6 separate regions of the Mus musculus genome follow, and all the other regions are linked to region 4. A link is a contact called in public HiChIP or PLAC-seq and promoter capture Hi-C data. All regions are on one chromosome and are shown on one strand. Each heading gives the region's core, a stretch centred on a gene start, on an enhancer-like site or on the middle of the called end of the contact. The rest is flanking DNA. Distances are from core to core; before and after follow the strand shown. Region 1 holds the start of Zfp708 (zinc finger protein 708). Region 2 holds the start of Zfp455 (zinc finger protein 455). Region 3 holds the start of Zfp874b (zinc finger protein 874b). Region 4 holds the start of Nsun2 (NOL1/NOP2/Sun domain family member 2). Region 5 holds the start of Zfp87 (zinc finger protein 87). Region 6 holds the start of Rsl1 (regulator of sex limited protein 1).

Region 1 (3,236 bases), core at 475-2,974, 2.5 Mb before region 4:
TCAAAAAGTGTTCATCGTCCTTAACCATCAAGGAAATCAAAACAACTTTGAGATTTCTTCTTACTACAGTCAGAAAGGCTAAGATCAACAAAACAACTGACAAAAAAAATCCTGGGAAGGAGTGGAAAAAAATGAACCTCCCAGTCACTGTTGCTAAGACTGCAACTTGGTACAGCAACTCTGGCAATCAGTATGGAGAACCCACAAAAAGCTAAAAGAATAAGTCAACATAAGACTCAGCATATGCCCAAAGGACTGTATTTCCTGCTTCCACCTCCCAAATGCAGATGTAACAGGAAACAGCACAGCATACACTGATGTTTTATTTTCAATCATAGATCTGTTTAAGAAATATATTAAGTAAAAGTGTAGATAGACAGACAGATAGATAGATAGATATCAAACATCTATGTGTTGTGACCTATAATATAATTGTGCTTATTGCTGTATCACCTCTACATTGTAGGAAACGAGATTTAAGGTACAAGAAAATGTACTTTTCACACCTTAAACAGTGTAAAACGGCACATTCTTAGTTTCCTGCAGATTAGTGACATTAATTAGAAAATGTCCATATTTTAATGATTGTTAGATGATACATAGAAAGTATTGGTATTGATGTAGTTTAAAGCCCATGCTTCTCAGGTATAGATTTTAATGCTGTAAGTCAGTCTCCAGCACACAAATCAATTTGACTGAAGTGTGGCAAAAACAGTACAAATGTCAGGATGAGCAGCGGCTGTATACAAAGGGCAGGGTGAGCATTGGCTGTATACAATCACAGGACCCTGAGTGAGCCACAGCTCTTCAACTTCACTCTCAATCTTTCCACACAACACCAAATTTCTGACATCGCAGTCTCCGGTGCAATTGTATGTGGTAATAATCTCTAGTATTTTCCACTCTGCAGTGTTGTAGGATCAGTGATAGCTGGGACAAAGTTCAGAGTGCCCCCTCGATGAGATTTTTTTTTTTTTCCTCATACAGGTGTGTGAATGTGAGGGTTCTGTCACAGTGGGTAAAGGAGTGATTCCTATCCAAAGTGAGCCGCCCTGAAAACTAACAATTTATCACAAAGAAAACGGGACGAACATCCCATACACCAAACTCCCCCGCAGAACTCACTGTCCTGGAAACTATGAGCCACACGAACTCAAAATCAGAGTCCTGGGCCTCTCATTGAATACGGGAGGGCCCAGAAAAACCCACTTGCTCTAGATTTCCTGAGGGATCTGACAACAGCAATGTGAAAACTAGTTAACAGCAAGCTTCCCCAGCCAAGGTGGGGTATGAGCTCTCATCACAGCCTGCCTCTGGCACGGTCAGCCAAGCCACCCTGCTCTACCAACCCTAGACTTTCCAGTCTCCATTCTCGCAGTAGCAGGCCACCTCTCAGGTCCCTGAAACACATGATTGACTCTGTCAGCCGCTCTGTCCTAACAGAGCAATCACTCCTTGCACCGTGCGTGCGCCCCACCCCTGCACTCTGGCCAAGCCTAGGTCCGCACTGCAGGACCACGTGGGCTTCTCTCCGCCTCCCGCCCAGCCCTCCCCGGCTCCCTGCACCCCGGGCCCGCCCACCCGTATAGTTCATGAGGCCTGCAAGGCTAGGCTGCAGCCGGGACCAACCTCCATGTCGAGCGCGGAGCGCAAGCCACACTGTTCCAACTTTGAGAAAGCCGCAGAGTTTGGAGAAACACAAAAGCAAAATGAACCGGAAGCACAGAGGAGTAGAGTCCGGTCTAGCGGAGTCATGCTAAGAGAGACTACATTTCCCAGAAGTCTACGCGAAGGACTGCCCTGAACCAAAGTCAGGGAGAACTATTTATAGCCTGTCACTGGATTAGGCTGCTTTTTAAGTCTCAAATTTACAAAGGTCTTGTGGGAATATAAATCCAGCCTTTGACGGCAACTTGTATTAGGTTTACTTCTTACTCTGATCAAAGACGTTACCTAAAAAGCTCTGGGGTTCCTAGAGTCTTTTGGCAGGAGGAAAACTCATTGACTCAATTATACTAGATTTAAAATAAAAACCATCAGCAGCTCCTGCCTCCGGGTTCCTGCCCTCTTTGAATTCCAGCCTTGGCTTCTTCCAATGGACAGCAATCCAGGTTATGTAAACCAAATAAACTCTTTTCTCCTGTGATTTCTATTCTTGGTACTTGACTACATCTAGAATTAGATGGAATCCAGAAGAAATACAAGGGACACCTTTGAGGGATTTTTGTTTGTTTGAAGTGGGTGGATCCACTTCTAGTCATGACTTGTGAGGTAGATGTTGTGGGTTGCCCTGGTGCTGTTTGTATTCTGATGTTAATTCAGCTTCCTCAAGAGGGGTTGCCCCTGAGAGGAGTGGATCACATACTCAGGTGATTTCCTGTGAACCTTCTCCCCATTCTAACTGGTCAAATAAAGACTAGAGCCTGTGATTGGGCAGTGGAAGGGAAAGGTGGGGCTAGAGGTTTTAGGAAGTGAGGGAAGAGTAGGGAGCGAGGGAGGAAGAAGACTGAGGAAGAGAAGATAAGAGGAAGATGGAGCAGAACCACAAGGCCCTGAGAGGCAGCAAATAATGTGGGATCTCACAGCTGGGGAATAGAGTAGTGTAGTGATAAATCTGCTCAGTCTAAGCGTGCAGCTTGTAAATAATGTAACTGAGTTGTGTGGTTTTTGCATAGACTTATTGGGGTATCAGGGTTGGGGAATTACTGCAACAGGTGGAAATACATGCCTTTAATTCCAATCCTGAGGTGGGAAGATAACAATTTTAATCTGGACCACACCTTCTGCTGGAAGTCTATATAACAGCAATTTTCTCTTTTTTCTCTTCCTTCCTTCCTTTTTTTTTTTTTTTTTTTTTTCTTTTCCGAGACTGGGTTTCTCTGTGTAGCCCTGGCTGTCCTGGAACTCATTTTGTAGACCAGGCTGGCTTCTAACTCAGAAATCTGCCTGCCTCTGCCTCCCGAGTGTTGGGATTAAAGTCATGTGCCACCGCGCCCTGCTATAAAGCAATTTTCAACATGCAAGTTATGACCCCTTGAGGGTCAAACAACCCTTTTCAGGGGTTGCTTAAGATCATCTGCATATCACATAGTTACATTACAATTCATAACAGCAAAATTAGTGATAAAATATCAAAAAATAATTTTATGGTTGGGGAGTCACAACATGAGGAACTGTATTAAGGGCTCACAGCATTAGGAAGATTGAGAACCACTGCTACATAGATACGGAAGATG
Region 2 (3,370 bases), core at 221-2,720, 2.4 Mb before region 4:
ACTGTATATGTTGTACTAGTTGTGGAGGCTCTGAGGTGCATCCTGTAGGTCAGCATGGAGCTTTGCAGCCATGCTAAGAGAAATGCTTCACCATGTAACTGGTAGGGTGTATACTGTCCTTCCTAATATCTTGGTGGGATCACACTTCATAAAACATGCAGGTGACAGCTAAGTGGACTTGGAACCCCACCATAGCCTCATGTTAGAAACATAGCAACATCTAGAAAGGGGATGTCTGTGCTTTAGAACACACAGATGAAGTTTAGGTTGACACTGTTCTTTGACATCCAAATGATTCAGCAACCACAGACCCAATGCATATGATGATGTAGGGGTTAGGTTTTCACAGCACATTCCTCTCGAACTTATTCTTATCCTTCCCTGCCTGGTCACTATTCCTCCTTTTGGAAAAGGCAGGTTTCCACTGGTCCATGGTAGGTTGAAGGAGTAATCTTGTAAGCACTTTGAAATAAGCAATTGATTGAATTACAACATCAAGAGACTTTGGGCTTTGACTGTCTTGGGACTATTAAAGTCTATGGGCATGTTGAGAAGTGAATTGTCTTTCTTAGAAACAGATGAAAGTGAAACTCTCAGAGGCTTCCAGGTTACAGAGTATGGTGTTTTTTTTTAACGTATTTGATTGTCAAATTCCAATAAACTTATTTGATATTTCTGATTTGTTTTTGAAATAATCATTTCTCTGTCCTGATTTTGAGAAACTGAGGTTAGTTCAGGGCAGATGCTTTGACTTTCAAAATATTGTCACATAGGAACACTTGTAGATCAGAGCAGGGAAAGGAAATTGAGTAAGAAAGATCAGACCTCTGCAGAGAGAATTCTAACAATGGATAATGGGCCAGTGGCCAGTACACATACCAGTGTGACCTCAGGAGCTGTGTCCTCCCAAGTGTAATCTGAGCAGGGGAAGGAACAACAACATCAACAACGGGCAAACATACCCAGTGGCTTATGTGTACCTGTGTTTGTGAACAACCATTGGAGACCGTTAAAATTGTAGTACAGCTCCCACTAAAAAGGAATTTCTTAAATATATATTAACATTTTAAAGTTTTAACTTTGTTAAATGATCTATACTCTCAATGTGTCCCTGACCAACTAACCACAGTATATACATCCTAATATTTACACAAAACTGTTTTTCATGATGTGGAATCTGATCCATGTATGTCTCATGCAGAGTGTAATTGCAAAGGAACAAGTATTATTTATTTATTTGCAATACTGAGTATTATGACAGAGTCTACATTAGAGTCGAGCGCTTTAAAGTAGGCCAAGTACCTACCATAGTACCTACCATAGTATAATAGTAAAGAAAACAGAGAGAAGGCTACAAATCTAAGACCAGGGAAAGACCACATTCAGTTCCAGGAATAGCTTCGCAAAGACTTCTGGGATATGTAGTCCAAGCAACTGTGCCATCACGAGGAGCCATCCAGGCAATCCCACTTTAGCTTTCGTTTTGTACATTGTGCCTTCCTCAAAGTTTTTGCGAGAGTCCTGAACGGCTGTACACGCCTGTTGTCTCTGTCATGGAGGTTGGTTCATGAAACAGCACAGCCTGGGGCTTTGTGCAAGCATCGGGCTGGGAAAAGGCGGGGAGAGTGGGTGTGGGGAAGGTGGGGACTGAGCGGACCTGGGCTTGGAGGGAGAACGGAAGAAAAGAAGCTGTTGGGATTTGTTGTGCTGATCTGGCTGGGTCACGTGAGGTTGCAGTTCTGGACCAGGAATGGGGCGATTGGGATTGTGTCTGAGGTGAGGGTTTTCATAGGACACCGCAGGGTGTCTTGGACATAGGAACAGACTGGTAGCAGGGGTCAGGATTGCAAGCTAGTGATGGTGAGATGACTACTTGCACCTGAGGCAGTGCTGGGAACTCTTTGACAGCTTTGCTGGGAAGCATGCTCCCCTAGCTGCCCCATTCTCAGGTGGATGCTGTCAGATGCCCCAGTCAGTACCTTTAGAGCAAATGGGGTACCTGGCCCCACTATCCTCTGTACCTGGCCTCCTCCTACGGTCCTGATTATGTTCATTTTCCCTATCAGTTAAGGAATTAAGAGAGAATAAAAATCCAAGTCCCAACAGGTCATAGATGGGAAAATCTGGAACAGAGCAGAGAGATCTGCCAGGATGGGAGGTCACTGAGAGTCTTTGACTATAGGTGAGGAAACACATGTAGTGGATACACAGAGGGAAGTCAGCAAAGCAGGCAACCTGCCACCTGGTTTTACCTTGAGGGCTGGGTTTCCTTAAACCTTGGATAGGTTTCCTGTTCATAAAGTAGGGTTGAATAATTGTAAATAAGACACAATGTCTGCTTGGCACACTATGATTATGTCAACGTGCCTTGATCAGGCCTTGAACCTGAGAACGTTTATGAGCAGGGTATTAGTATCTGGTGAAAATCTCGCGTGGCCTTGTTTTAGGGGGCCAGGCTTTTGTGTCAGGTCAGCAGGGTAAGGAAGAGCTCACAGACCTGTGTGTATTCTTGTGACTTAAAGTAAACAGACCTGTGATAGAAAGACACTTGAGCCTACTGTGAGGCACATTCCTGTCATCTCTGTATTTGTGAGGGGGAGGGGCAGGACCCTCTGGTCAACCCCTGCTTGATAGCAAATTCAAGGCCAATGTAGGCTACCTCAGTCTGTGTCAGAAAACATTTAATCATGCTTGATGGACGTGAGAAATACTCTCTATGATTCATTCCATGTCTTCCAGTGAGAGCCGTGGAAAACCCCTGCAATCAACACTTTGGTGTCTTACAAAGTACACATGCTTCCCTTCTGCCGACCCAATCCATGTGGGATTCAAACTTTGTTTTCACTAACATGCTCTTGTTAAAGATGGTACATTTGGGTGACTATTTGTTTGGATTTACTGTGTGAGGAAGGACTCTCCTCTTTCCCTTGCTTGATTATTCTTCCTATTGACAGTGAATGTTCACTCCTTTTGGATAGTTAAGTTTGTGTTAGATTCTGCCATGACCTGAGGATGCTTTCTTCTGGTCTTCCCTGAATTCTTCCAGTTTGCTCCGTCCATATCTAGGCAGAGACTCCATCATTTCTTCATTGCCTTTCTGCAGTTCTTGAATGATGCAGGCTACTGTAGTTTATGTTCATGTGTCATTTTCTGCCTCTTTTTCTGGGATATCTTCCTGTGTTCCTGTCCCAGAGGTTTAGCTGCTTGCAAATGCTTCTTACAGTTAGCTGGAACAAGCCCACGTCCTCCACTGTCCCTCACATGGGTACTGCTGTCTGCAACCAGTAAAGGAAACTGCTAGTGTGGGATGCCGTCCTCTTGCACAGGTTTAAGTCCAGGTCCCCTTGGTGTGTAGTTGTCCCCCTGATCT
Region 3 (2,977 bases), core at 235-2,734, 2.1 Mb before region 4:
GAACTGTACATTTACGAAAGAGTTTGACCAAGGGTCAGGAACTGAAACAGGCAGTGTGTGTGCAATCTTACAGTGAGGGCACCTCTGGTGTCCTTTGTTAACACCTTGTGACAGATTTTACAATCCCATGCTTTACAACCTCTAAGGTTCCTAACCCTGGAGGCAATTTTTTAAAATCTGTCTTTCTTAGGAAGATTTTAATTAATCCTCCATTGAGAAACAGCTCAAGCCGGGCGTGGTGGCGCACGGCTTTAATCCCAGCACTCGGGAGGCAGAGGCAGGCGGATTTCTGAGTTCGAGGCCAGCCTGGTCTACAAAGTGAGCTCCAGGACAGCCAGGGCTATACAGAGAAACCCTGTCTCGAAAAAACCAAAAAAAAAAAAAAAAAAAAAAAGAGAAACAGCTCAATATCCTTTTAGCAAACATGGGTGTCAAGCTACTTTCAAGTGAGGAACTGAACAGCCTCCATGAGGGATTCCTATTCCAAGTGAATCTTCTTTAAATCCACAATTCATTTCAAAGAAAGTGGGATAAATATCACGTACACCAATGCTCCCTTCAGGACTCTGACCCTGGAACCTAGCAAGTTCTGTCACCTCAAAGCAAGACAAGAATAACTGCATGTGCGATGAATTAAAGACTAGCTCCATTTCCAACTGAGCGTTGTACAACACAGCAACAAAAACAAACAGCAAACAATAGTAACCGGACATGCATTCTGCTTTTTTTAATCTCTCTTAGCTGTGCTTGCTCAGAAAACAAACAAAAAATATAATGCCTTATGAAGCAGACCATCCCAAGTTGAGACAACTGTGTTTTGTGACTTAAAGAATTCCAACCCCTGTCTACCCTTTTGCAGCAGTTCTCAAACTGGCAAAGGAGATTGTGGCTCTAAATAAAGCAGTTTTGTTTCGTTGGTTTGTTTTTTACCTTTTAATTCCTAGTTTTATTTGGTGATCTTTCTCAGTGGTCCTGAACTCCGTAACAGACAGCCATAAAGTACAGAAAGGACCAGATCTCCTCTTATCTAAACATACTGAGCGATCCAGTAACATCCACGTGAGAGTGACCCAGCTAATACTTCCACCAGAAAGCTGGAAAGTGAACGCCCAGAATCACCATGACCAGGCAAAGACCTTCACCCAGCCAACATTGCCTAGGCAATCCTTGAACTTACAAGCTTCTCCATTCCTTGAATTCTGTCGGTCTAAACAGAGGTCAGTCCCACTAACCCCCGCAGCGCCCTCTCACCAGCCCTGTCCAGAAAGCTCCTCCAAATCAGCTCCTCCCAGCTTCCATTCCACCCGGTCCCTGTTCCCTCCGGACCTATGCACCCCGCACAGACCCTGGGGTGACTGAACCCTGGACCAACCTCCATGTCAGAGATCCAACGGGAGAGCACAGCAGGACCAGAGTCTGGCCCAGCTTTGGATAAGAGCCGCACATGCTTACCAAAAGCTGAACTCTTGTTTACCAAAGTACCGATCTGTGACGTCACCGTGCTACAGACTACATTTCCCACAAGTCTGTGCGATGGCGTTGCAGGAGTCTTAGGAGAGTGAGTTGTACTACAAAATGGTCCTGGATTTCTGCATTGATGTCTGTCACCTAGTTAGTGTCGCCTAGTTAAGAAGCATGGAGGCCACGAACTGAGCCCAGTTCTAACGAGCCGAGTGCATTCCTCAGTTTCTGTGGTCCAGCTTAAAGGGGCAGAGGATTTTCTTGGCAAAGTTCTTAATTTCTTCATTTCCGGTGAAATTTACAGCTATTTGAGGAAACTGCCTCAAGGCTTTGGCTTAATACCCAGTACTGCACATACTTAAGTGAGCCGCGTTCTCCTGTATTGACACCCTGTGTGAATATTTGTCAGTGTACTGAGTTACCAAGATGGTAAGAGATAGAGACACTCCAGGATGTGATAAGCTTTAGCAAAAGCCGCCGGGGAATCAGCTTCTGATGGACTGACAGCCAATGTGTCGGGTTTACCAGGATTGTTTTATAACTGAGGTTATGCTAAGCTTTTGATATTCCCAAAGAAGACAATGCCATGGATTTTAGGTAACAATCACGGATTATTTACAGGAGATCACCACAAGGCTTAAGCGCCATCACTCTGGATGCCCTGTGCAATGGCTCTTCTAGAAATCAACTACAAGCCGTACACAGATCACAAGCCACTGCAGGAAATCGTTTTCATGTGAATATTGGAATCCATTCGTGTCGGAGGTTAGTCAAGAGAAACAGACTAAATCATCGAACAATTTTATTTATTTATTTAGATTTTTCGAGACAGGGTTTCTCTGTTTAGACCTGGCTGTCCTGGAACTCACTTTGTAGACCAGGCTGGCCTCAAACTCAGAAATCTGCCTGCCTCTGCCTCCGGAGTATCGAACAATTTTAAAGTCCTCCTCTCTGTTGTTTATCAGTAAAGATCGCCCAGATCCATCGCAGATCCTTTGTCCATATTTTCAACCTTTAGCTTATGTAAGTGTTGTGGGTTGTCCTGATGTTGTTTGAATTTTCATGTTAATTCTGCATCCTCAAGAGGGGTGGCCCCCGGGAGAGTGGTGGATCAAGTACTCAGGTGCTCTCCTGTGAATCTTCTCCCCATTTACTGGTCAATAAAAGCAAAAGCCTGTGATTGGGCCGTGGAGAGGAAAGGTGAGAGAGGAGATCTTGGAGAGCGAGAGATGGGGAGGGAGAGATGACAGGAGAGGAGGAAGCAGCAGCTAAGATGGAGCTGAACCACGTGACCAGGAGAAACTGCAGATAACCAACGGTCTCCTAGCTGGGGATAAGTTAGTATAGTTCTGCCAATCTAGGTTTATTGCTTATAAATATAATAACTGGATTGTATGTGTTTTTGTACGGGACTATTGGAGTTGAAGATTACTGTTACATGTAAGAAAGTTAGTTTTAGTGAGTCTCAGAAATATTTCTCTTAGTTACTGTACCTCACTTTGGAACTTGGCCTTTA
Region 4 (3,250 bases), core at 411-2,910:
CATGTCCCAAATGTCACAGAACTCAACTTCCTTAGATATAGAGACATCCTTTTTTTTTTTTAATTGTGCACTTTTCAGAATCTAGATGAAAACATTTAAACGTTATTAATAAATGTTGGGTCAGTTAAAGATAAGACCTAGAGACAGTCCAGTCCAGTTTATTAGAAAACCCAAAGACTTGAGGCGGTCACTAAAACATTTTTCACATAACACCTCCTGGGAAAGATTCATACCATCTCACACAGAGAAAGCAAAACATCTCTGAAATTGCTCCAGTCCACATTCGGGGTCCACAGTGGTTCCAGAGTAGGTTGTTAGCAAGCTGAAGCTAGGTCACCTGGCTATGGGACAGGCTACCAGGGATAGATTCCCCAAGGGGGAAACAGTAGAAATGCAGCTTGGATGGCATCGCAGATACTCCTTAGGGCGGAGTCTGCAGATGGGCAGGGAAGAAATCCGGACCACTGTGCCACTATCCCTGACCAGACACGAACTTCCACCGCTTCTGTGCGGTCCTTTCTACCTCCCTTTCTAGACAATCCTTTGTATTTCGGAATTAAGTCTCTGAGCCGCGGGTCCTCGGGAGCAAGCGCAGGAGGGAAGACCATTACCTTTGCACGTAGTGGATCAGAAACATAGCTAGCAGGACGCGGTTAGGCAGGTTGCCCAGTCGGGCGGCTGCAGGACGGATGCACTCGTACAGCGGCCAGGCCATTGAAGGCAGCTCCTGTAGGAACCAGGCAGGTCGCGCGGGCACTCGGCGGCCGGACCACTGCGAGGAGTAGCGGCCGTAGGAAGAGCCCACCATCTGGAGCCCCACGAAGGCCACGAAAGCCAGGAAACCCTCCAGGTAGACTAGCGCATCCAGTAGGCGCAACTCATCCAACTCCATAGCTGAGGTCGAGCAGCGTGCTCCATGCTCGGATGTCCAAGTGGAGCCACATATAAGCTCAGGAGGAGGGCGCAGAGCAGCCCACAAGGGCCAGCGCTCCAGCAGGGTGTACCTGCCCAGGGGAGGGGCGAGCCACCTGCTCGGGCGGAGACAGGAGCACAGGCTAGCACCACCAGAAGATACCCTCCCGCCCGTAATCCAAACGAGAGAACGATTGGGTAAAACCCCGCCCACACAGGGAGCCACGCCTCTTCGGGGGGAGGGCGCCTTAGTCTCGAGCCCCGCTCCTCAGAGCCCCGCCCGATCTTGGAGCGCTACACACATTGGCTGAGAGCTCCTTTGGCTCGCGAAAAGTTCTGCCGGAGCTCCGCCCCCTCAGCGCCACAGCGGAGCACCAGAGCCTCGCATCACCCACAAAGTCCCGCCTACACAGCAAAGACCCCGCCTCTTCGCTCGAAACAGACTCTCGCTCCGCCCCGCCTAACTTGCAACCACGCCCCTCCACAGTCTAACCCGGACAGCGACAGATCGGACAACACTCCATGACTCTCTGCGCACGCGCTACGATCAGGTCGTCCATGCAGGTGCCTGAGTCTCTGTGTAAGACGGGGAGATTCACGCTCAGTGGCGTTTAAGGTTGATTTGAGGAAACACGTTCTCTATAGGAATACCACCCTTTTTTTTGCGTGAGTTCTCGGCGGGAGCATGTTGTGTCTTTCAGGCATATTTTTTGACTGCCTCTGCTAGGACCCAGCCGCGGGGTCCTCGGGATGCAGCCGGAAGTGCAGCGTGCGTGCGGTTTGGTGGGTCGCTGTGTGCGCTCCGCGTGTGCAGCCGCGTGGGCCATGGGGCGGCGGGCGCGGGGCCGGCGGTTCCAGCAGCCGCCGCAGCCTGAGGGCGAGGAAGACGCCAGCGACGGCGGCAGAAAGCGAGGCCAGGCGGTAGGCGCGGGGACGAGAGGGGTGTCTGGTGGGCTCGCGCGTGCGGAGCTTGCTCGTGGGCCGGGTTCGCGGGTGTCGGTCGGAGCTTGCTCACCTGTCGCTTTCCTGGCAGGGCTGGGAAGGTGGCTATCCCGAGATCGTAAAGGAGAACAAGCTCTTCGAGCACTACTATCAGGAACTCAAGATCGTGCCAGAGGGAGAATGGGACCAATTCATGGAGTCACTCCGAGAACCTCTCCCAGCCACACTGAGAATCACTGGGTACAAAAGGTACGTTTGCTGTGTCTTTTCTGAGGTGTGGACTTGGGGGCTGTAGTGCACAGGAACGTCCTCGGTGGGACATTAGAATATGAATAGAAAACGCGACCCGGGAAAGACTTGGGTCCTATGGGGGACCATCAGAGCAGCAGGAATCTTTGCCTCTCTTGCACGTCAAAGTACGTTGTCCGCAAGACTCGTGGCAATTAAAAACTGAAGCTGTGACAAAATGCAGTATTGCTTTTACCTTATTTGTAAGGTGTGTCCAACAGAACAGTGAACTGGAGGGAGTTAGAAAATTGATGGTGTTGCTTTCTTAGATGTTAACAGGGCCTAGGTGTTAAAAAGTCTGCACACCCCGGAGCGCTTATGGAACGTCTTCTCAGAACTGGTTTTACGTTTAAAACACTTGGCAATCTTAAAGCTATTAAATCTTACCAACTCACCTTCTTAGATGACTGTGAAACTTGCTTTTTTTTTTTTTTCCATAGCCATGCCAAAGAGATTCTCCATTGCTTGAAGAACAAGTACTTTAAGGAGTTGGAGGACCTGGAAGTAGATGGACAGAAAGTTGAAGTTCCACAACCACTAAGCTGGTGGGTACAGAATGCTTCCTCGTGCTGGGTGTTTCTTAGGTCCCCAACCCCCTTTAATGCACTTCTCAGCTCTAAAGTCACTGTCGGCTTAAAGAGCTTGGTTGTACTTTCCTTTTTTTTTCTTCTTATAAAGATTTACGTGTTTATTATATATAAGTACACTGTATTCAGACACACCAGAAGGCATTACAGGACTCATTACAGATGGTTGTGAGCCACCATGTGGTTGCTGGGAAGGACCTCTGGGAGGGAGAGAGCAGACAGTACTCTTAACTGCTGAGCCGTGTACCTAGTCCCTGGATGTATTTTTCAAGCATCTGTTTGTCTGTTTTCCGAGACAGGATTTCTGGGTGTTCTGAAACCTGTAGACAAGGTTAGTCTCAAACTCAGATCCACCTGCCTCTGCTGGGTGGATTAAATCCATGTACCAGCATCATCTGCCTTATTAGATTTATGTATGTATGTATACGAGTGCAGGGAGGCTGTCTTCAGGCACATCAGAAGAGGGCACTGGATCCCATTACCATGTGGTTGCTGAGAATTCAACGCAGGACCTCTGGTCT
Region 5 (3,245 bases), core at 595-3,094, 2.1 Mb before region 4:
CCAAGTGACAGAAGCCATCAGAAATAGTGTATCCATGAACTGTTTTTTAAAACCTTTAATAATTTTTACACAGAATCGTACTTAGCTTAAGTTCATCTTGAGTAATCTATAATATGGAAGATGACCTTGAAGTCCTAATCCCCCGCCTTCACTTCACAATGCAGAGATAACAAGGATGCTCCAAGAAGAGGCTTCAGTTTTGGTTTGGTTTGGTTTCTTTCAATCACAGGTGTGTTTAAAGTATATATACTGGAAAGGTCTGTAAGTTACAGGACAGCATGCCTCTGCTTCATGCCTACTTCTTAGGAAACCACTTTTGGTTCACAAGGTAGTGTACTCTTCCCACTTTAGATAATGGAAAACACAATGCTGTTCTTGTCCTGTAGGCCAGTGACATTAACTAGGAAGTCTCTGTCTTTTACATAACAGTTACATAGTCCACAGAAATATTCATACTGAAGGTGGCTTAAAACCCATGTTCCTTATGAATAATAGGCTTTAATGCCACACAAACACTTGATTTGACTTAAAGTGTTGTGAACTACAAAACTATACAAGAGACAGGCCAAGGAGTCTATTATGGGCAAGGGACCCTAACTGAGCAAAAGCTCTTCAAATTCACCTTTCAATCTTTCTGACGTGGATAAACTGGCAAATGTTCAGGGAGCAACAGGGAACCTGAGTGCCACAGTCGGGGCAGTGATAGAGTAGTTGTTAAGGGAGGTTTAGATGTGCAGTGTCCAGAGATAGAAGAGAAGCTCACAATTGAAGAGCAACGTAAACACTGTTAGGTATTCAAGGTCACTTCTCCTCCCCAGGGACACTCAAGTCCTTTCCCCGAAGTCACTAATAATCTCCAGGCCATCTCTCTGCTCCCATCACCCCCTCATTTGTTTCAGAAAAGGAGTCCAAGCTTCTGACATTACACAATCTCTGACATAAGTGGATACGGTATTTTCTAGTATTTTACTCTACAATGTAGGATCAATAATATCCTGAATAAGCCTTCTCCTTTAGAACATTAGACTGTCTCTACATGTGAGTGTTAAGTGTGAAGATATAGATCACGGAGGTGGCCATGAAATATTCTCATTCAAAACAACACACCAAAAAAAACCTAACAATTTATTCCAAAGAGAATGGTACTAACATCCTATACACCAACCTCCTTAGCAGAACTCTGTCCCTGGAAACGAGGAGCAGCTATTAACTCAAACCAAGAATATTAGGCTGGCCATAAATAGGAGGTGCCAGATCTCCACTCGATCTAGAAGTTCTGAGAAATCTGACCACAGTCAAGTGGCCAAGTGATCACAGCCAACAGACTTCCTAAGGCAAGCAGGAATGTGGGCTCCCATTTACACCTCTGGCGCAAGGAGAGGGCCGGCCCACCCTGCGGGGGGGCAATACTGAACCTTCCACCATTCCACATTTCTGTGCTACAGAGCCAGCTCTCCCACCCCAGAAGCGTATACAGCCGCGTCCTAACAAAGCTTTCACTCACAGCGCCACCCCCATACTGCTCTCCCCACCCAGATTTGCATCCAGGCTCAGTTGGCCCAGCTTAGGTCAGCAGCACAGCATCACCAACTCGGCTTCTCCCTGCCTCTGGTCCACCTCGGCTCCGCTCCCTCCAAGCTGGACCACTCCCCTGCACATTCCCTCAGGCTGCACTGCTCCCTGGACCAACCTCCATGTCAGAGATCCGATCGAGAGCGAGGAGCAGGACACAGCACCGCTAACTTAGGGGAAGACAAACGTCTGCAGACGGGATGCGGAAGTGCGGTTCGCAGAGCGGCTGCTTGTGACGTCACAGAGGGCACGACTACATTTCCCAGAGTTCTGTGTTCTCCCTACTGACAGCGGAGGAGGGTGGAAAGAAAGGAGAGGTGTCAGCACTGGGACAAAAGCCCACAGTCAGGCTGCTTTAAAAGTTCCGGTTGTAAAACGGACGTGCTAGAACATCCGTTGAGGCTTTGATAGGAGGGGTTATTAGTTGTATCTGGTCAAACTGTAGTTTAAAAACTCGTCTACTAATTATAAAATTGGAACCTGCACCAAAAGTTGACAATCATTTAATTGTACTTTAAAATAAGGAAACAAGAGGCTAAAGTGGAGTGAGTGCTATTACTTAGAGATGCTTTTTGACATCAACTTCGGTGTTTAAAATGAAAGGATTACAAATCCAAAGCGTTCTAGGCACTTTACAGAGACCTTGTCTCAAAATACAAAGTACAAAACTAGCAAAGGGGGTAGACTACGTGCCTAGAATGAAGGAAGACTTAATTTAATGCTCAACTTGTACATACTCCATTTTTCCATGTGTGCTGACAAGCCTGTGAGCATACATGCATTAGACTCCACAGCTGGGAAAACAAACAAAAACACTTTCCTGTGAGCACTGGAATCCATACAGTGAAGGAGGTAGGTCAGAGACATAGACGTTAAAAAAAAAAAATCTCTGAACGAGGTTATAAGTACTACCCTCACATTTACATGTGAAGACTTTCCAGAATCCATTGGTGGATCCTTGATCTCTCCATTTGTCCCTTGCTTACACTTTCATTCATTAATCTGCATAAGAACTTTAATTTTATGAGAACTATACCAGAACATCACCCACGTCTCCCTGGTTCACCACAAACAGAGAAGTGTTTAACAGCAGGTGGTCTCTGAGCCTGTGAGTATCTCTTCTGCTTCTCTCCCAAGGAGGGCACAGTTCTTAGCATTGTACGGACTTCTGGTCCATCATCCATTGTAGAATTTCTCTCTGCATTAGGCATGGGGTATCTTGCTCTGTAGACCAGGCTTGCATTGGACTCAAAGATCCCCCTGATTCTGCTTCCCAAGTGCGGGGATTAAAGGCATGTGCTACCACTATCCATGGTATTTTTATCACTGTGGAGAACTCAACTTCTCTTTTCCTACTTAGTTCTCCTTGCAGTGATTAAGCATGTGTTGTAACCTCCGAATTGCTGATACTAGAGAGATACTTTAGTGTTGTGCACAGTTTGTCTCTGCATTTTTTGCTCCCACCCCCCACCCCCCTGGCCAGAAGCTCCCATCTTCCCTCTAGCCCTAGACAAGTATGCTACACAGACAGCTGGTTTCTGTGCTGTGTCCTCCTGCAGCAGCCTGAAACTCCCTCCCCCCACCTCTAGCATTAGAATGGCACTACCCATAAAACTCCCCCTTAATGAGGACATTCTGAGGAGACATCCTCCCTGCCTTTGTGTCTCTAAAAA
Region 6 (3,095 bases), core at 124-2,623, 2.4 Mb before region 4:
AATTTTGTGGATTCAAGATTTTTTTCCTTTGTTCTTTGATCTTCTGTACCGATGTTTCTAAGCGTGCATTGCCTATCATCACTTGGTATGCTCACCCTATATATTTCGATGGATAAGTAAAATACATTGATTGAACTCTTAAGTCTATGCTTATGTAGTCTTAGAGGCTACTTTGGGTCTGTGTTCCACAGTGGAGTAGACTCCACTGCAGCTGATTTTTTAGTACCTGCCTTTAGTTCACAGGATCTAAGGAATGGACAAGGCTTTGACTCCATGTGATCCCCTGGCTGTTTTGTTAGCAGCCCCATGTACACTGATTTCTGAGGGCTCTCAGAAGGAAATCCTAGTTGCAGGCTACTCAACTATTGTGGTGAGGGTGTATACCACTTTAAAATGTTTGTGCTCTGTACACTCTTGTTTCTACAGTACAACTCAAAGCCTTGTGCATTTATGTCTCACCTGCATACAACAAGTAGGGGAAATGACTGGATGTGTGACCTGCTTTTATTACAGACACCTTTCTACCAACAGATCAACAGTAGTAGTCTCTGTTGGACATAGGTAGCCTGTTAGCTGGTTTTAATCAATGCCTCCATGGGCTTCTTGTTGATCTTCTTTCCAATGTCTGAGAGTCCGGGGCATTAACTCAGGACAAGAGATTTAGAGGAATGTTAGATACACACATGCTTGGGTGTGGCATGGGGATGTCAAATTTTATCTTCAGAGTCAACCTCCTTGGCCTGCTCAAACAGCATGTGTTTCTGTATGTGTAATATTAGCAATGCCCTGGAGGAATTGTTTCTATATATTCAAAAAGTAGAAACACAAACAACAGTATACAAGTTTGTTGGGGCAGACACCAAGCCAGCTTTGTATCCCAAGTCCATTTGTCAAAAGCCACTGAGGAGCTAGGAGCATAGTCAGGAACGCCAAGGCTGGTTTCAAACATTTTATAAAGTTAGTTTTCCTTGCCACGTTGGTTAGTGTATTGCTTTGTTTATTTAACGAACAACTAAGTCAACGTGCCCCCCGTCCCGTCCCCCCCCCCCCGGCCAGGAAGTAGTAATATTAAAATTACTACTAGAAATGACTTGTAAGCCAAAAGTTTCTGTCAAAGGCTTGACTCAAATCCATACATCTCCGATGTGGTTCTGGGGTCGAAAACCAATCTCATTACCCACAGCTTTTCTGCAGATAAGGCTTCCTCCTTGCACCTTCAACTGTGTGTTCCCATCCACAAAACTCTCCAAACAGTAGACTTCACCCACCCTGGGTTCTGGGATTTCCTTCGCACAGACTTCTGGGAGATGTAGTCCGCACCACTGTGACCACTGGGAGCCTTCCAGGAAATCCCCTTCTGAGTTCAGGTCTGTACTCGTGCGTCTTTCTTAAGGTTGGGCGGAAATCGTATGCGGCTATCTATTCCAGTTGTCTCTGACAAGAAGGTTGGTCCAGGCAGCAGCGTAGCCTGGGGCTCTGTGCGGGATCTGTGTCAAGGAGGTTGGTTCAGGAAGCAGCATAGCCTGGGGTTCAGTGCCGGGAGCTGGGCTCTGTCTTGGAGGGAGCGCTTGAGGACTGGGTGGGAGGGCGGAAGCAGCTGCCAGGACTGGCTGTGCTGAACTGGCTGGGGCCACTGAGGCTGCAGTTTTGGAGTGAGGGGACTGGCCTTTTGGGATTGTGTCCTGAGTGAAGGTTTCCTTTAGAACACCGAGAGCAGCCCGAGTCTGCCTTGGTTCTCTGGTACACTGGAGCAGCTTGGTAGTGGAGGACTAGATTGCAAACTAATGGTGATGAGCTGACTACCTGCTCCTGAGAGAGTGCCAGAGCTCACAGACCTGCATTGCTGGAAGCGCGCGTCCCTGGCTGCCCCCATCTCACCTGGATGCTGCCAGAGTCCTTTGTGTCTTTAGAGTAAAAGGGTTTCTGGTCCCCGTGTACTCTGTAGCCAGCTTATAGCAATGGCCTTGAGGTCTGACTGTGTTCATTTTTCGCTGCCAGTAAAGAATTAAGAGAGGAAAAATCCGAGTTACAACAGCTGTCGTGTTGGGGAATTCTGGGACATAGCCAACATATCTGTCTGAATGCACGGAAAATCTTGGACTAGGGTTGAAGAAACACATGCAGTGGACACACAGGCAGGAATGTCTACAAGGCAGAGTGGGATCAAAAGGAGCTCACACCATGTTTCACCTTGAGGGCTGTGTTTACTAAACTTGACAGGACCTCCATCCCTACTTTACAGTTGAGAATTTTTAAAAAAATATTTATTTATTTATTATATGTAAGTACACTGTAGCTGTCTTCAGACACTCCAGAAGAGGGTATCAGATTTCATTACAGATGGTTGTGAGCCACCATGTGGTTGCTGGGATTTGAACTCAGGGCCTTTGGAAGAGCAGTCGGTGCTCTTAACAGCTGAGCCATTTCACCAGCCCCGAGAATTTTTTAAAAAGAGAGTGTCCGCTTGGCCCCAAATGGTTCCGGTCAACATGACATTATCAGGGCTTGGACTTGTTGAGGAAGTTTATGGACATTGTGTATATTTCTGCCATTGTTTCTGTTATCTTGTAACTTTGCTTCCCATGGTAATATGAGGTATAAAAGGGCGGTGAAAAATAAACTCGAGGCTGCTGTGGTATTGACCAGCAATCCTCCCAAGTCTATTTCTTGGCTCTGCATCTTTTCTGCCTCTCCTGTCTTTAATCCTCACTCCATACTCAGAGACTCTTTGACTCTTGACCCAACCTAGGAGTTGCTGCTTCGTGATCTGTGTTGTATGTATTTTAAGCACTGTGTAGTATAGACAGGCTGGTAGGGAATGGGAAGTCTGTATTGTTTGGAACCTGATCAGGAATCCAGCCCTCTCTTTGCCTCTCATGTTGACTTCCCACCAATGTCCTGCTAATCTTTAGATCTGCCCAACTCTGAAAATATATCTCTGTCACTGTCAGGAGATGCAAGAGTTCTTAAAACATCTGTGCTGTCCTTTCTGTTGCTCTAGACTTCTTCTAGGATGGGCTTCCATTGAGTGGAATGTAACCATCGGGCTCCCAGTTATTGGAAGAATATGTAGTAATTGTTAATGGGTGGAAGTG

Evidence for each region. Promoter capture Hi-C pulls out the DNA fragments that hold promoters and counts their contacts. HiChIP or PLAC-seq counts read pairs in DNA pulled down with a chosen protein or histone mark. Capture Hi-C pulls out chosen DNA fragments and counts their contacts.
Region 1: a promoter capture Hi-C map of liver shows a contact between it and region 4, with 5 times the contacts expected there. The contact joins the promoter of Zfp708 here to the promoter of Nsun2 in region 4. A contact is called at or near these places in 2 of 39 promoter capture datasets (the 3T3-L1 cell line and pre-B cells), 1 of 484 Hi-C or Micro-C datasets (CD4 T cells), 1 of 115 datasets of contacts at active chromatin or transcription factors (large pre-B cells) and 3 of 9 other capture datasets (adipose tissue, liver and macrophages).
Region 2: an H3K27ac HiChIP or PLAC-seq map of thymic regulatory T cells shows a contact between it and region 4, with 10 times the contacts expected there. The contact joins the promoter of Zfp455 here to the promoter of Nsun2 in region 4. A contact is called at or near these places in 1 of 484 Hi-C or Micro-C datasets (CD4 T cells) and 2 of 115 datasets of contacts at active chromatin or transcription factors (large pre-B cells and thymic regulatory T cells).
Region 3: a contact with region 4 is called in a promoter capture Hi-C map of embryonic stem cells, with 3 times the contacts expected there. The contact joins the promoter of Zfp874b here to the promoter of Nsun2 in region 4. A contact is called at or near these places in 2 of 39 promoter capture datasets (embryonic stem cells and pre-B cells).
Region 5: a promoter capture Hi-C map of liver shows a contact between it and region 4, with 2.4 times the contacts expected there. The contact joins the promoter of Zfp87 here to the promoter of Nsun2 in region 4. A contact is called at or near these places in 1 of 39 promoter capture datasets (pre-B cells) and 1 of 9 other capture datasets (liver).
Region 6: a contact with region 4 is called in a promoter capture Hi-C map of pre-B cells, with 5 times the contacts expected there. The contact joins the promoter of Rsl1 here to the promoter of Nsun2 in region 4. A contact is called at or near these places in 1 of 39 promoter capture datasets (pre-B cells) and 1 of 115 datasets of contacts at active chromatin or transcription factors (large pre-B cells).

What each region holds. Positions count from the first base shown.
Region 1 is chr13:67,079,821-67,083,056 of GRCm38.p6, forward strand. It overlaps Zfp708 (zinc finger protein 708), which reads right to left and starts at 1,725. Exons shown (of 4, transcript NM_001012448.2): 1 at 1,630-1,725. The coding sequence starts at 1,635.
Region 2 is chr13:67,193,036-67,196,405 of GRCm38.p6, forward strand. It overlaps Zfp455 (zinc finger protein 455), which reads left to right and starts at 1,471. Exons shown (of 4, transcript NM_001048204.1): 1 at 1,471-1,559. The coding sequence starts at 1,554.
Region 3 is chr13:67,482,769-67,485,745 of GRCm38.p6, forward strand. It overlaps Zfp874b (zinc finger protein 874b), which reads right to left and starts at 1,485. Exons shown (of 4, transcript NM_001076791.2): 1 at 1,373-1,485. The coding sequence starts at 1,378.
Region 4 is chr13:69,610,356-69,613,605 of GRCm38.p6, forward strand. Nsun2 (NOL1/NOP2/Sun domain family member 2) reads left to right here and starts at 1,661. Exons shown (of 19, transcript NM_145354.5): 1 at 1,661-1,833; 2 at 1,946-2,103; 3 at 2,583-2,687. The coding sequence starts at 1,738. Srd5a1 (steroid 5 alpha-reductase 1) reads right to left here and starts at 1,108. Exons shown (of 5, transcript NM_175283.3): 1 at 612-1,108. The coding sequence starts at 892.
Region 5 is chr13:67,524,387-67,527,631 of GRCm38.p6, forward strand. It overlaps Zfp87 (zinc finger protein 87), which reads right to left and starts at 1,845. Exons shown (of 4, transcript NM_133228.3): 1 at 1,691-1,845. The coding sequence starts at 1,696.
Region 6 is chr13:67,171,809-67,174,903 of GRCm38.p6, forward strand. Rsl1 (regulator of sex limited protein 1) reads left to right here and starts at 1,374. Exons shown (of 4, transcript NM_001013769.1): 1 at 1,374-1,445. The coding sequence starts at 1,410.